Linked DNA regions of Mus musculus: region 1 is linked to region 2. A link is a contact called in public HiChIP or PLAC-seq data. All regions are on one chromosome and are shown on one strand. The core of a region is the stretch at or near the end of the contact, and the rest is flanking DNA. Distances in the headings are between cores, read along the strand shown.

The links. HiChIP or PLAC-seq counts read pairs in DNA pulled down with a chosen protein or histone mark.
Region 1: an H3K4me3 HiChIP or PLAC-seq map of bone marrow-derived macrophages shows a contact between it and region 2, with 5 times the contacts expected there. The contact joins two enhancer-like sites. A contact is called at or near these places in 1 of 115 datasets of contacts at active chromatin or transcription factors (bone marrow-derived macrophages) and 1 of 9 other capture datasets (adipose tissue).

Annotation. Positions count from the first base shown.
Region 1 is chr10:44,007,283-44,013,918 of GRCm38.p6, reverse strand. The region is part of intron 2 of Crybg1 (crystallin beta-gamma domain containing 1); the gene reads left to right. Among named protein-coding and RNA genes, the nearest start is that of Gm40636, 42 kb to the right of the region's middle. Within about 2 kb of position 2,293, at least 12 of the 459 cell types and tissues checked have an H3K27ac peak or open chromatin away from gene starts, as enhancers often do. A contact at or near this core is called in bone marrow-derived macrophages, where this site is marked.
Region 2 is chr10:43,663,443-43,669,808 of GRCm38.p6, reverse strand. No RefSeq gene overlaps it. Among named protein-coding and RNA genes, the nearest start is that of Gm34481, 7.8 kb to the right of the region's middle. Within about 2 kb of position 1,693, at least 90 of the 459 cell types and tissues checked have an H3K27ac peak or open chromatin away from gene starts, as enhancers often do. A contact at or near this core is called in bone marrow-derived macrophages, where this site is marked.

The DNA of each region.
Region 1 (6,636 bases), core at 1,044-3,543, 340 kb before region 2:
GAAAGGTCATGACAAAGTGGGTGAGGTTGGGAACCACGGGCTCTCAACAATGTTCTTCCCCTGCCTCTTCCAGTTGTGTGTGTTAGTCTGCAATCCAGAATTCTGCATCTCTTTTTCTTTTCTCCCTCTTCCCTCCCTCCTCCCTTCCTACCTTCAATCCTCTTGTCCTTTCTCTTTATTGTTTGTGTTGATATTTCGAGACTGCTGGAACTCACAATTCCCCTGCTTCCGCCTAGAAGGCATACTACACTAGATGACCACACCTGCTGCATTTTTCCTTAAAGGAAATTCTCAAGGTTATATCTACTTCAGCTCCACATACCCTTGTTGACCTCTGGCCAGGACTAGTGAGCATTTGGCTGGCCCTAGTCCAACCCTTTCTCTAGTGGGCCTGAGAGGGCAAGAGGAGGAGGAAGCCATGGTCAAGGCCAGATCCTCAACTCGAGGCCTAACTAGGGGAGAGGAGAATCCGTTACCCCATCCTAGTCCCTCCCTTTGCACCCCTGTATGTGCCTCCCACTGCTCAAACCTAATTAAAATTAAAAGGCAAGGGGTTCAGTTTCTGTGTTTCATTATGGTTGGGGTAAGACACACACACAAGGGCAAAGTGGGGTGAGCCAGCCGCCATACCCGGAACACACTTTACACTTTACAGTTGTAGAAGAACTCCATCCCAAGAGTGGGCTGGCCTGCCAGCTACTCCATCCCAGCCATTGCTGCACAGCCAGGTCTAGGGACAAGCAAGGCACACAGGTGGGAAGCATGCAGTGCAGCCAGCCCAGTGGCTTAGCTGACATGCATCAGGCCATACAGCAAAGACTCGTCTCTAACAAAGGACTACAGTGCACGACCTGGGAAAAGTATGGAGCCAACATTTAGAAAGTCTGAGTGTGTTTAGGAAAACTAATCTCTTTGGACTGTTGCTCACCTTTATAAGGTAAAGAGAAACTTATGGCATAAAGTGGATGGATGGTCAATTGTTATTCACGAAATTAATGAGAAAATTATTTCATAATTCAAAACGTCTTCTTTCAATTGATCAGGTGTTAGTGGCTTAATCAGGTATGGTTGCCCATGCCTGTAATCCCAGCACTTCCTAGGCTAAGGTAGGAGGACTGCCAAAAATTTGAGGCCAACTATTTAGTGAGTTCCAAGCCAGCCTGAGCTAAAGGGTGAGATCCTGTCTCAAACAAAAGTGTTGATGGCTTTAAAAACTGAGATTTCACTCCGGCTCTGTAAAAAAGTAATGATCTAAGTCACGTGAGATAGCAAACACCTGTAATCCCAATACTCCGGATATGAAGGCAGAAGGACCAGAAGTTTAGGGCTGTGTAGCAAAAAATGAGGGCCAACCAACTAAACAAATGATCTGAAGAAAATTCTTTCCTGAAACTGGAAATCTGTTTTTGATTTGCCGTTAATTTTTTAGTCAGAGTTTGAAATAATGGGCTTTGTCTCAACATCTTAATATATGATAGGTTTAGCATTATACTGCTCATAATCTACCTTTACTCCTAGATGGACCCCATGACTTTCATGTCATCAAATCTGGATTCCACATTTGAGAGGATGCATATAAATATTTGTCTATCTATGTCTGGCTTGCTTCACTTAATGTGGTTTCCTGTTCCATCTGTCTCCTTCTTTGCTATGGAATAAACTCTATCATAAATGAGCGTCTGTGAGATGTGTGCTGACTAAGATGCCTTTGCGGGTATGCCTCCGATGCCTCCATGCTTTCGGGGGTATGCCTCCGTGCCCCGTAGTGGCATATTATGACTGTAGTGCTTCATAGCAATTCTTCTGCCAGCTGCCCTAAGGTGCCTTTGGGGGAAGTGCTAAGGATGGAACCAGGATCCGGAGCTTCCAGACAAGTGCTCTTGCATTGCCTTGCATCCCGCACAGGGAATCTGCCTTTTAAAAGAAACTCTTCACACGCCTTTAATCCCAGCACTCCGGAGGCAGAGGCAGGCGGACTTCTGAGTTCGAGGCCAGCCTGGTCTACAAAGTGAGTTCCAGGACAGAAACCCTGTCTCCCAAAAAAAAAAAAAAAAAAGAAACTCTTCAGAAGGGTGGACATTTAACCCTTTCGAAATGAAAGCTTTTTATAATCAGGAACACCACTATTTTGGACATCACTAAGTATGGGAATTAAAGAAAAGAGACATGAACCAGAGGCTCTGTCACTCTTTTTTACAGAATAGTACAACTGATTTTACATGATAGGTTGTGGTGCTGTTTGACTCTCGTGACTTTTTTCGTAATAACACGGAGGAGGAAGTGAAGGGAACACAGTGGTGAAAAGCACAAGAGGAAGGGTTAGCAGACACGGAAGGGATAATAGAAGCAGTGGCAAATGTTAGAGAGAGCCGAGCTATCGAGCAAGCAAGAGCCCCACCCAGGGATCCTTGGCGGAGAGATGATGGAGGGAAGACCCAGAGGCCAAGTGTGCCACCTGTTGCACCATTTGAATTGGACTATAGATCAAGAGCTGTCACATGGAACAACTCCACGAGCTTCTCTATTCCAGGACTGCCTCCCACTGACCGGTGCCTGTTGCCGTCTGTAACAGCCTTGGGAGAAACTGCTGTCATAGCTCAAATGTAAAAACAGAGCATCTCTGTTCATCTCTGAACCACTAAAGGGTCTCTAACTGTAGTTCCAGATGCTGCAGAAGCTAAGGCAGAAGGAGCCCTTGAGCCCGAGGCCAACCTTGGCAATACAGTGAAACATCACCTCAAAAAAAAAACAGAACAGCAAAACCCAACCAATCCAAACAAACAAAAGCCATTAAAACAAAGCAAACAAGCACCCTCGCCCCAGAAATGGCTAAACAATTAAGAATCTATCTTGAGGACAGAAAGTGGATTATATATAATAGAAACACATTAAATTTAAAATGAAAAAGATCAGTACTTGATAGGCCCACTTACGTGGTGAACATTTCCTTTCTTTGCATCAATCTGTATACCTACATTAGCAGGAGCATCAAAAGGCAAGATGCATGATAGGTGAGTGGTAGTTTATATCTAATAAGGAGCCAGGTCTGTCTGAGGTCTGTGAGAACCATGTCTGGACCCTCCCTTGAATGTAATTTCCCGTCTCTGAAGCTGTACTGAGATGATATGCAGCTGTACGCTTAGTGTGAAGGAACGGAATTTTAATTTTAATTGAAATTGTGCTGAACTACAGAATTCATATCAAGTACTGGGCCAGCCAGGGCTACTTAGTGATATCCTATGTTGAAACCAAATAGCAATCAAAAGAATGAAAAATCTTTCTTGGTTTTTGTGTATTTCTCTCCCACAACCTAGCTCTCTGAGATTTTTCTCTCCAGTTGTGAACTATTTCTTTTCTTTCTCCATCCCTGGCTCCCCCCATCTGTTCTTTAGTTAGCTGTCACATGGTTCTAAGATATTTCTCACTTTCAGAATAACTGAGAGGGTCTCATTTACCCAGGGCTTGCCTCAAACTCTGTGTGTAACCAAGGATGACCTAGAACCCCTGGGTTTCAACCTGTACTTCCCAAGTGCTGGGATAACAGTCACCAGCCACTAAGTCCACTCTTTGTGTCAGTGCTGGGGACAAGACCCAGTGCTTCATGCTTGCTGGGAAAGTCGAGGAACTTCCTGAGTCCTAGATATGACTGACTTTTACTGAAGGAACTTTTAAACTTTTTAAAACTTTGATAATTGAAGACTAAAGTAGCTTAAACCTATATTTTGAAGGACAGTATAGCTCAGAGGCCCAGACATTGACAGGGCCCCAGATTCAATTCCCAGTGTAGCAAAATAAATAAATAATAAAAATATTTAACTTCCCTATTTTTAAGCCATACATTAAGGATATGATATATACATATATATGTAATATATATATTTAATTAAGAAAAAAGTATTTGACCAGAACAAATGCCAACCCTGAAAGCATACGCTATGATCCTAAGGCATTATACAGTAACCTAGCTGACCGTTTCATTTATAACACCATTTCAATTGTTCCTTCCTCAGGCTGAAGGAAGATTTCATTCAAAAATTAACAAACTAAGCACTTCAAAAATCACATTTGTTTGTTTTTTAACAGTTGTTCTTGTACATGGGTGACCACATTCTAGAAGGGACCAGAGGTAAGGACATGAAAGGTCTCAGTGGGCTTTCTTGAGTCAGAGTTGGGCCAGGAACGGGCAGGCAAACTGAAGCAGCTTATCAGCTGGTGGCTGCGCCGATTTGCAGACACACCCCCCCCCCTCTCTGGCAGATGGAATTCTTGACCACACTAAGTCTTGGGCATAAAAGATTCTGATTCTGTTTGTCAGACCTCAGCCATGTTTCCAGTCATCCTCAAGCACAAACGTTGGTACCTCCTTGAAACTGGTACCGATCAGGTGCCCAGGGTTGTTAGAAGCAATAGATGCTCAGTCCGGAGACCCCTGTGCTAGTGGCTAGACATGTAGACTAGGAATGCTTCCTTCTGATGAGGGGCTCACCTTATGTAGGACACGAAAAGTAGACATTTATGAATGACTTTTAAATGTTGGCACGCTTTCAAGTAATGTGTTCAACACAATTTTCTCAGCCTTTAAACATGATTTTTAGGTAAATTACTTTAAAGTTGATGTCAACGACTCCAATTAGTAATCTCAACAAAAGTAAAAGTAGTTTTGCATGCTTGTACGTCTGTTTTGGGCAGACTGCAGTTAGTTGACTGTTTATCCTGAATGTTCTGGTCTTTGGCTACCTGTCAAATGAGGCAATGGGGCAACATCAGGTTTACAGCAGCACAGGGTGCCATTTACTAAGGGGCACTTTGCTGCCACACCAAAAGGGCTGAGTTTCACATCACAGCATTTTAGCCATGGCCACCCTGGTTTCTCCACACTGCTGGACTGTGACCTTGTTGTGGATAAGTCTAAGGTCCCTCCCCTGATGAGCTCCACTGAATATTAACCAAAAAGAACACTCTAAAACAGGTCCATGCCACCTCTGGAACAGACTGGCATGGATTGCTCTATGGAGTGGGGCACAGATGGGAGGTTCTATACAGTGAGGACTGCCAGATTCCTAAAGTAAGGAAGGAGGGTAGGAAGGAGGTCCTGAGAATAACCAGATCCAGGGCACCCCAGGACCCTAGGTGGACAGGAGGGGGGAGCTGGATGGGAATAATAAAGGAACATGAAGCGTCCTGATAGGTCTTTGCAAACATAGGTCTTCCTAACAAAGTTAAGGGAGAAGGTGCAGGGTCTGTGGCCACCTATCTTAGGTGTAAGACTCTAAACCCCAAAGTTTACTCTTTGTCTACTGGGTTTTGGCTCTTTATCTACCCAACTTTCCACATGAACACTGGGCAGAAACAATCTCTAGGTGTAAAGCAATGGGCAACTTGCTTAAGAAAGGTGTTTCTCAAAGACTGAGGACGTTCTCCTAACACAATGGATGGACACTCTGAGCCCTGCTCAGAGGGGATGGTTCCCGAGTTCCTGAAAGGATGGTCCCTTGGGAAATCTTCATTTCCTATCGATAAGAGGCACCTCTGTAATGACCTGAGAGCTTGCATACTCCCAGCAAGACTGAGTACCTGACACACACTGTCTGTTTCTTACTTCCCAAGGAAAAGCACTACTTTAAAGCAACTTTATTAAGCGATTACATGTTAGGACAAACTCATTTCAAGACACGGTTTCACATAGACCAGGCTGGTCTTGAACTCACTTTGTGATCAGGGATGACCCTGAACCCCTGATTGTCCTGCTTCCATCTCTCAAGTGCTAGGATTACCTGTGAGCACATTTTGAACTTTTTACTTTTCTGTTTGTTTTCTTAGACAGGGTCTTGCTATGTAGCCCTGGCTGTCCTAGAAGTCCTTATACAGGTCAGGATGGCCAGAAGTAGGAGGTATTCCGCTGTCTCTGACAAGAGTTGGTTTCTTTTGGGGGGGGGGGGGAGACAGGGTTTCTCTGTGTAGCCCTGGTTGTCCTGGAACTCACTCTGTAGACCAGGCTGGCATCAAACTCAGAAATCTGCCTGCCTCTGCCTCCCAAGTACTGGGATTAAAGGCGTGCACCAGCACTGCCCGGCCTGGTTTCCTTTGAAAGATCTAGAGTCTTGCTATTTACCTAGTTTGGCCACAAGTTCTTGCTACCAAGCAATCCTTCTTTCTGGGCACGGTGGTGCATCTGTTTATTCTCAGCACTCAGGAGGCAGAGGCAGCCAGATCTCTGTGAGTTCGAAGCTAGTTACATAGTGAGACCCTGTGTCAGAGACACAAAACAACAACAACAACCAAGAAAAGAAAAAGAAGTCCTCTTGCTTTGTTCTCCTGAGTGGTTGGGGTGACTTGAGAGCCCAGCCAGTCTACCCATTTGATAGGTGTTGAGAGCTGTGTACACACGTGTAACCATCACCATAATCAAGATAGAAGATGACTCTGACTACCCTCAAAGGGGTTTCTGGTTATACTACTGAGGATTGAACATAAAGCCTCGTACCTGCTAGGCAACCAGGCTACTTCCTCACCCCCAGCTAGCACAATGCCTTTGAAAATTTACCATGCCCTGGGGTGTCAAAAGCGTCTCTCTTTATTGTCAACTACTCATCTATTGCCTACATATACCAAGATCTAAAATGTTTCCAGTTTGAG
Region 2 (6,366 bases), core at 444-2,943:
GCCTACTTCTCAGACCCAGCTCCAAAGCAAGCTCACATCCATTCCTTCCCTCTCGTGGTAAGGACGAAAATGAAAATGTGTCTCTCACATCTGCTCCTATCTGAAGTCTTGATCTTCTCACTGTTCCCCTCCCCCACCCCCAACACACACACATCTTTTTTTTTTTTTTTTTTTTTTTCCCTTCCTAGAAACTTCTTATCTCTTGCCATCCCTGGGAGTTTCTCTGAAGGAAGGAGAGCCAGCTTTCACCAAATGTCACGTAGATGCGGCTGTGTCTCCTTGGGAGCGGGTGGGTGTGTGGGGACAGGGCTGCTGCCTCACCTGTTCCCTCCCTCCCATCCCCCACCTTACCCCCGGGAAGGGACAGGCCTTTCCTGGCTAAGGTAATGAGGATTTCTGGCCAAGACTAAGGGGGTTGTCCTTGGCCCCAGAAAGTTCTTCCAGAGAGACTCATCACTGCCATAGTTACCAGACACTGTTTCTTCAGCAATGGTTTGTATAAACTTTGCCAAATGCTGGCTTGGATTCCAAATGAGGATGAACATCCCTGTGCTACCTTAGCAAAAGACAAATGGCACCTGACAAATCAAAAGGTTACAACACATGAGCAATTCCCAAAGCCAGAACCATTTACCGCCTTAGGTTTGGTTGGAGCTTGGGGGACTTCTGTAGATAAAAGACAGATAAATTACTGAATGTTCAGTTGCTCTGAGATAATGCTTTGCAAAGATTTACAAACTGGAAACTTGAAGGAATCTTTGCTAACCTTACTATGTAAACTCTATGCCTTTCATGAAGAATGTTTTATTGCCCTTCAAACTATGTTTGGTAAGTAAAGTTTGACTTCTGAATTAGAAGTCAGAGAGGAGAAAGTGCTTTAAGGTACCGATGCTGAAAAAAACAACCTATAAAGATGACACAGGATAACGAACTTACTCCCTACACAAGTACTATATAAACTGTCTTTTAACAGTCTGCAGATAAACCTGGTATCCTTTGTCTGATTACATTAAATTGAAGTTTTATTTTGAGACAGTATTAGCTGTGTGTCTCAGACTGGGGGTGTGTCTTCATGCCGGGCCTATCTTTCAATGAGCTCTGGAAAGAGGAATATGGACTTCTATGCCTGGCTCTATATTTTTGTTTTAAACATTTAAAGAAGTTGTGACTAAAACGTACAAAACACCTTTGGTAAAAACATTTTGACAGCAGGGGAAATGAACGAGTCAAGCGGTTGGATCAAAACCAAGAGTTCAGTACACAAAAAGCTGGAAAGCATTACCAGCCCTCTTTCCGTAATATCACAGGCAGCTGCAATTAAAACTGACATATGTTTTAGGAATAATTGCAATAAAAAAAAAGAAATCAAGGAACTGAAATCATGTGATTCAGGCTGAAGATCGCCATGGGTGGGGTAGAAGTGAGGGAACCTTACAGTTGAGTGTAGTTATAAAGGTCTTTTGGTTCTGATAATATCGTCTTAGCACTTGTAAAATTTAAATAGGCAAAGCAAAAAGAAAAAGGAAAAAAAATCAGCAAAGTCTAGAAATATAAATGTATAAAATACACTGGATATTTTTGCTCTCTCCCTGAATAGCTACTTCCTCACCCCTCCCACGAGTCTCATACCACAACCTTAGCCTGCATATGAGGCAATTAGACAAGACAGGAGGAAAGAGGAAATTATACCCCTAGAATCTACAGAAGAGGAACTCACTATCTGGTCACTGGAACTCCGGCCCATCCCCTCTGTGCCACTCCCCCGCATCTGGACGTCCACTGTCTCATCAGTGAGCAATAGCTTTAACGGACACTTCACCCCACATCTGCACGGGAACAAGTAGTCCACTGCTAAATGTGTTTAGAAATAAAGCTATCTCCGTTCGGCAAAACTACTAAAGCGGGTTGCTTTTTCCTACGGCAAACACGGTTGCCATGGTCAGGTTCAGCCTACCCTTGTGAAACCATCAGATAGCTGAGTTGGGAAGTGACTCAGCTCCCAGAAGGTGGACTGAGCCCACACCCTCACACCACTACCTAAAATGTCTCCCTTAGGCTTTATTATTAATTTTGCTGAAGAGATCTATAATTGGCCAGCATTTTACACGCACGCTCGTTTCTTCCGTTTCAAAATTGGTAAAGTAAAGCCCACTCCTCCCGTTTATAGTGGAACCAAAGTGCAGGTCCTAGCGCCTCTTCATCTTCATCAGCCCCGCTTCCGGCTGCCCTTCCCCTCTCTCACATGTGAATCTTTATTCCTCTTCCATTGAGGTCCCCATGCGCAGCTCCACTTATAAAACAGGGCTCTGTTTGCTTAGCAGCCCCTCCTAGGTAACAGGGCCGTCGTGGTGGCAGACCCCACCCAACAGTGAGCCCTAGATCCCAAGGGAGTCGCGGCGACTGCGGCGCTCTCCTCTACGGTCGATACAATGCGAATCAGATAGATTGTATGAGTCCCTTCCCGTGTCCGCAGGAATGTGCAGGGCTAGTTCAACACCTTTGGGCCCATTGTCTCCTACCTGTTAGCGGTTAGCTAACTGTAAATCTATACAGTGTAGGCCCTGTGTTAACAAGTGAAAGTCATGGGAGATTTTAAAACTGTCTCTACGCTTCCTCCCCGGTTTCTTCAGAGGCACGGTTCTAGAAAGGGGGCGTGCCTCACTTCATCCTTCTCTATCACGGCTCTGGCAGAAACTACCCAAGATTTTGAGCCGGTTCTGAATATATCTCTGTAAATGTTGATACTTTTTTAAGGAGATGGTTTCCATTCCCACGGGGAGTCGGACATACTTAGTGACCCACTTCTAGGGAAGTGGGGACCCACTAGGACTCACTTCTTCATGTGCGGCTTGGCGCACATGGTGGGTTATCACCTCCCATCTTTACTTTACTTACGTTAGAGTACACTGCATCTCTTTCTTGGCTTACTTGCATGGAGTTAGAGCACACAGAGGGAGAACTGAAGTCTCCTCCACTAGACATATTAGAAATGCACCCTAACTTGAGTGACAGCTGGACCACGCCCACACCCACACCCTCCCCCGTGAGAGGCCTCAGCCGGAGCTGCTTCTGATGCCTGACCCCCAGTGTCTGTGAGAATTACAGACATGTGAGGTTTTGAGCAGCTCTGTCCTGGGGTAATGGTGATAGAGTCATGTATCATTAACACAGCCACCCAGATAGCAGATCTAATAATGGCCTCGTTTCCACTCCCTGCTTAACTAAAATTGGAGTGTTCATGTCACCCTTTTCTTGTTCTCTGTTCCCTTGCAGAGTCACAGGCCATTCTTCTCCCTTGCCTTCTGCAGGGCCCCAGGGTGCCACCTTTCTTGTCCCTCTGGGTCCCCATGCTCTGTTCTCCTCTCAGCTCCCATTCCACATATGCTGTCTTATCTGATATTATGGTTTTGTTTACACTATATCCCTTTGATGGAGTGCTAACTCAAACTCTCAGAGGCAAATGGAAAAAATATTGCCTCCTATTGAGGAATACTGCCTGGAGTGAGCCATAAAATTCCTCAAAGATCTGTAAGAATTTGGACCCAATGCAACATTACCGAGGCTAGATTCCATCCACACTTGAGGGAAGATGGGACCACAAGTCTCGGTCCCACCAACACAACATTAAGTAGCAGAGAAGTCTCTCTCCAAAAGAGGAGATAACAGTTGGACAGTGTGGGTCTCCCTTCTCCCTGGGGGTCACTGGCCACTGGCCCGAGAGGACAAAGGGAGTGGAGGCGGTGAGCAGGGTTTAGATGGCTGTGAGTGTGGCCAATGGACTTCCAGAGACCACTGCAGCGAGACAGCACTTGATTGTTCCAGGATTAGAGTATACAAGGGCTTTTAGGGGTGTAGGTGGTCACAATACAGTACCTAACTATCATGCGGGCGAGCGGGAAGCCAGACCGGGTCTTGTGAGCTGAGCTAAACAGCTCTACAGAAGGTCATTCTTCAGATAAGGCCTGGCGTCTGTACTCAGGGATACTCTCCAGGCAAGGTCAGGCAGAGAAAGGGGAGCCCTCCAGAGAATGGGAGTCCTCCATTTTGTACTGAGGTCAGAGAACCATCCAGTCAAGGGGCATTGCGACCTTGAGAGCAGGGTTCCAACAGATAGAAATGGCAAACACCCACCATACTGTTGTAGACAACTGGCTCTCCCGTTGACCCTCCTGCTTCTCTCTGGCCGTGGTCTGCATAGCAAAGAACCAGACAGCTCTAGCAGGAGATCTGGGCACTGTGTTTGGTAGGAAGGGTTGTGGTAGGAAAGTGTCATGCACCATACATCATATAGCTCAGGAAAATGAAATTATTCCTACAGTTTTAGAGGCCAGAGGTCCCAAACTAAGGTCAGGGACTTGACAGTTAACGGGGGAAGATCTTTGGCAACTTGTTCTTGCTTCCGGCAGTTTCTTGGTTCCATCTGGTCTCTGCCCCCATCCACACACAATGTTCTCCAATGTGCATGATTATCTCTGCATTCAAATTTCCCCATTTGTGTAAAGGCACGACCTGCCTCGTATAAGACCTCAGCTTCGTTATATATGCAAAGACCTTGTTTTCAAGTTAGAGCACTTTCCAAGGGACTGACCACTAGACTGTCAACATGAATGAGATAAAGTGGGAGAAATTCAGCCCTTCCCAGGCCCTGTAAGAACACCAACAGAATCTATTGAACCCGTTGGCATTTCCTGGTCTTATCATTCCCTTTGTTCCCCAGACTGGCTCCTTGCCTTATAGATCTTATCTCAGTCACACACATCACCACGTGCTCTGTCATCCAAAGCAGGACTCTTTGTTCTTATCTAGCCAGCCATTCAGTGAGTTCACAGAGGTACATCATAACTGTTCATTAAATGGGTCTCCTTCCTTCCAACCCAATGTTGCTAGTTGTTCTCAGGTTCCTAGAGTTTTATATCTGGGTGTTACAAGCACCTCCTAAATGCTCTGATAGTCTCCGTCGGTAGTTTTCTGGATAGTCACTGCAACACCTTTCTCCTCAACCTGTCCATCAAATACAGATGCCCGTGTGCTCTTTCAAAACCTCAAAGGTTTCCTGACAATTCCATAAGCTTTTCACTAAATTTGAACAACTTCTGTAGCACAAAGTTCTTGATAATGCCCACCCCATTCCATCACACAAGCCAAGTCCCTTCATAGCCTCCCCTCTGGGCTAGTCCTGAAAGTTCTACAGCTGTCCTTTGGGTCCCCATCAAGAGCCTGTCAAGAGCCTCCTCACTCTCAATGCTCGGCCAAGGGACTTCCTCGGGGAAGTCTTCCTCATCTGGACTCCCCCTGTCCATCTCACAGCCTCTCTGAAGTCACCAGTCCCAGAACTGTGTTTCTTTCTAAGATATTAACAAGTCTGTCACCAGCTACTGTCCTATTGTAGAGGCATCTGAACAAAATTTCCTGCAGAACTCTTCTTAGCATGTGACACTCCCATCTGCTTTGAGGGGGTCTTTGAAGTGTCTCTGAGGACCCCCCACGTGGACTCTCAGACTCCAAAGGCTTCACCCAGCCAGGCATAGGCTTTCTTAGGCACAATGTGTGACACTCATAGAAGGAGAAACCCAGTGTCTCAGTTCTGAGCACCAAACCGAAGCCACCAGAGCAACAGCTCTGATTCACCAGAACAGATCTGTGGTGGAGCTAGGCTGGTAGTCTCAGTGGGACTATGGAAGGAGGCCATGGGGTTGAAGCCAGCCTGGCTCCATAATGAGCTCTAGGCCAGCCTTGGGCTACAGCCTGGGAAGACAAACTGTCTCAAAGACAAAAAACCAGAAAGCAACCTCTACCAACAGAGATTGTGATAGAACTTTCCTCTTCTCCTTCTTCTTCTTCTTCTTCTTCTTCTTCTTCTTCTTCTTCTTCTTCTTCTTCTTCTTCTTCTTCTTCTTCTTCTTCTTCTTTCTTCTCCTTTTCCTTCTCCTTCGTTTAAGATTTATTTATTGTTATATGTAAGTACACTGTAGCTGTCTTCAGACCCATCAGAAGAGGGCATCAGGTCTCATTATGGGTGATTGTGAGCCACCATGTGGTTGCTGGGATTTGAACTCAGGATCCTTGGAACAGTCAGTGCTTTTAACTGCTGAGCCATCTCTCCAGGCCCCAATAGAACTACTTCTTATGTGTGCTACCCTCAGGGGTTGAACTGTCCTCCTAAAGGAGACATGTTGAAGTCAGTACCTTAAAATGTAACTCAGTTTGGAAACATAGTATTTACAAAAAAATAATCAAGTTACAATGAGGTTCTCAAGGTCAGTCCAAATCCATCTACAGCTAGGAGAGAGATGGGTGAATGCAGAGATAAGGTAATACACTTAATAGAGCCATTTATTTAAAGGGTCCCACATTAAACTCCCCCAA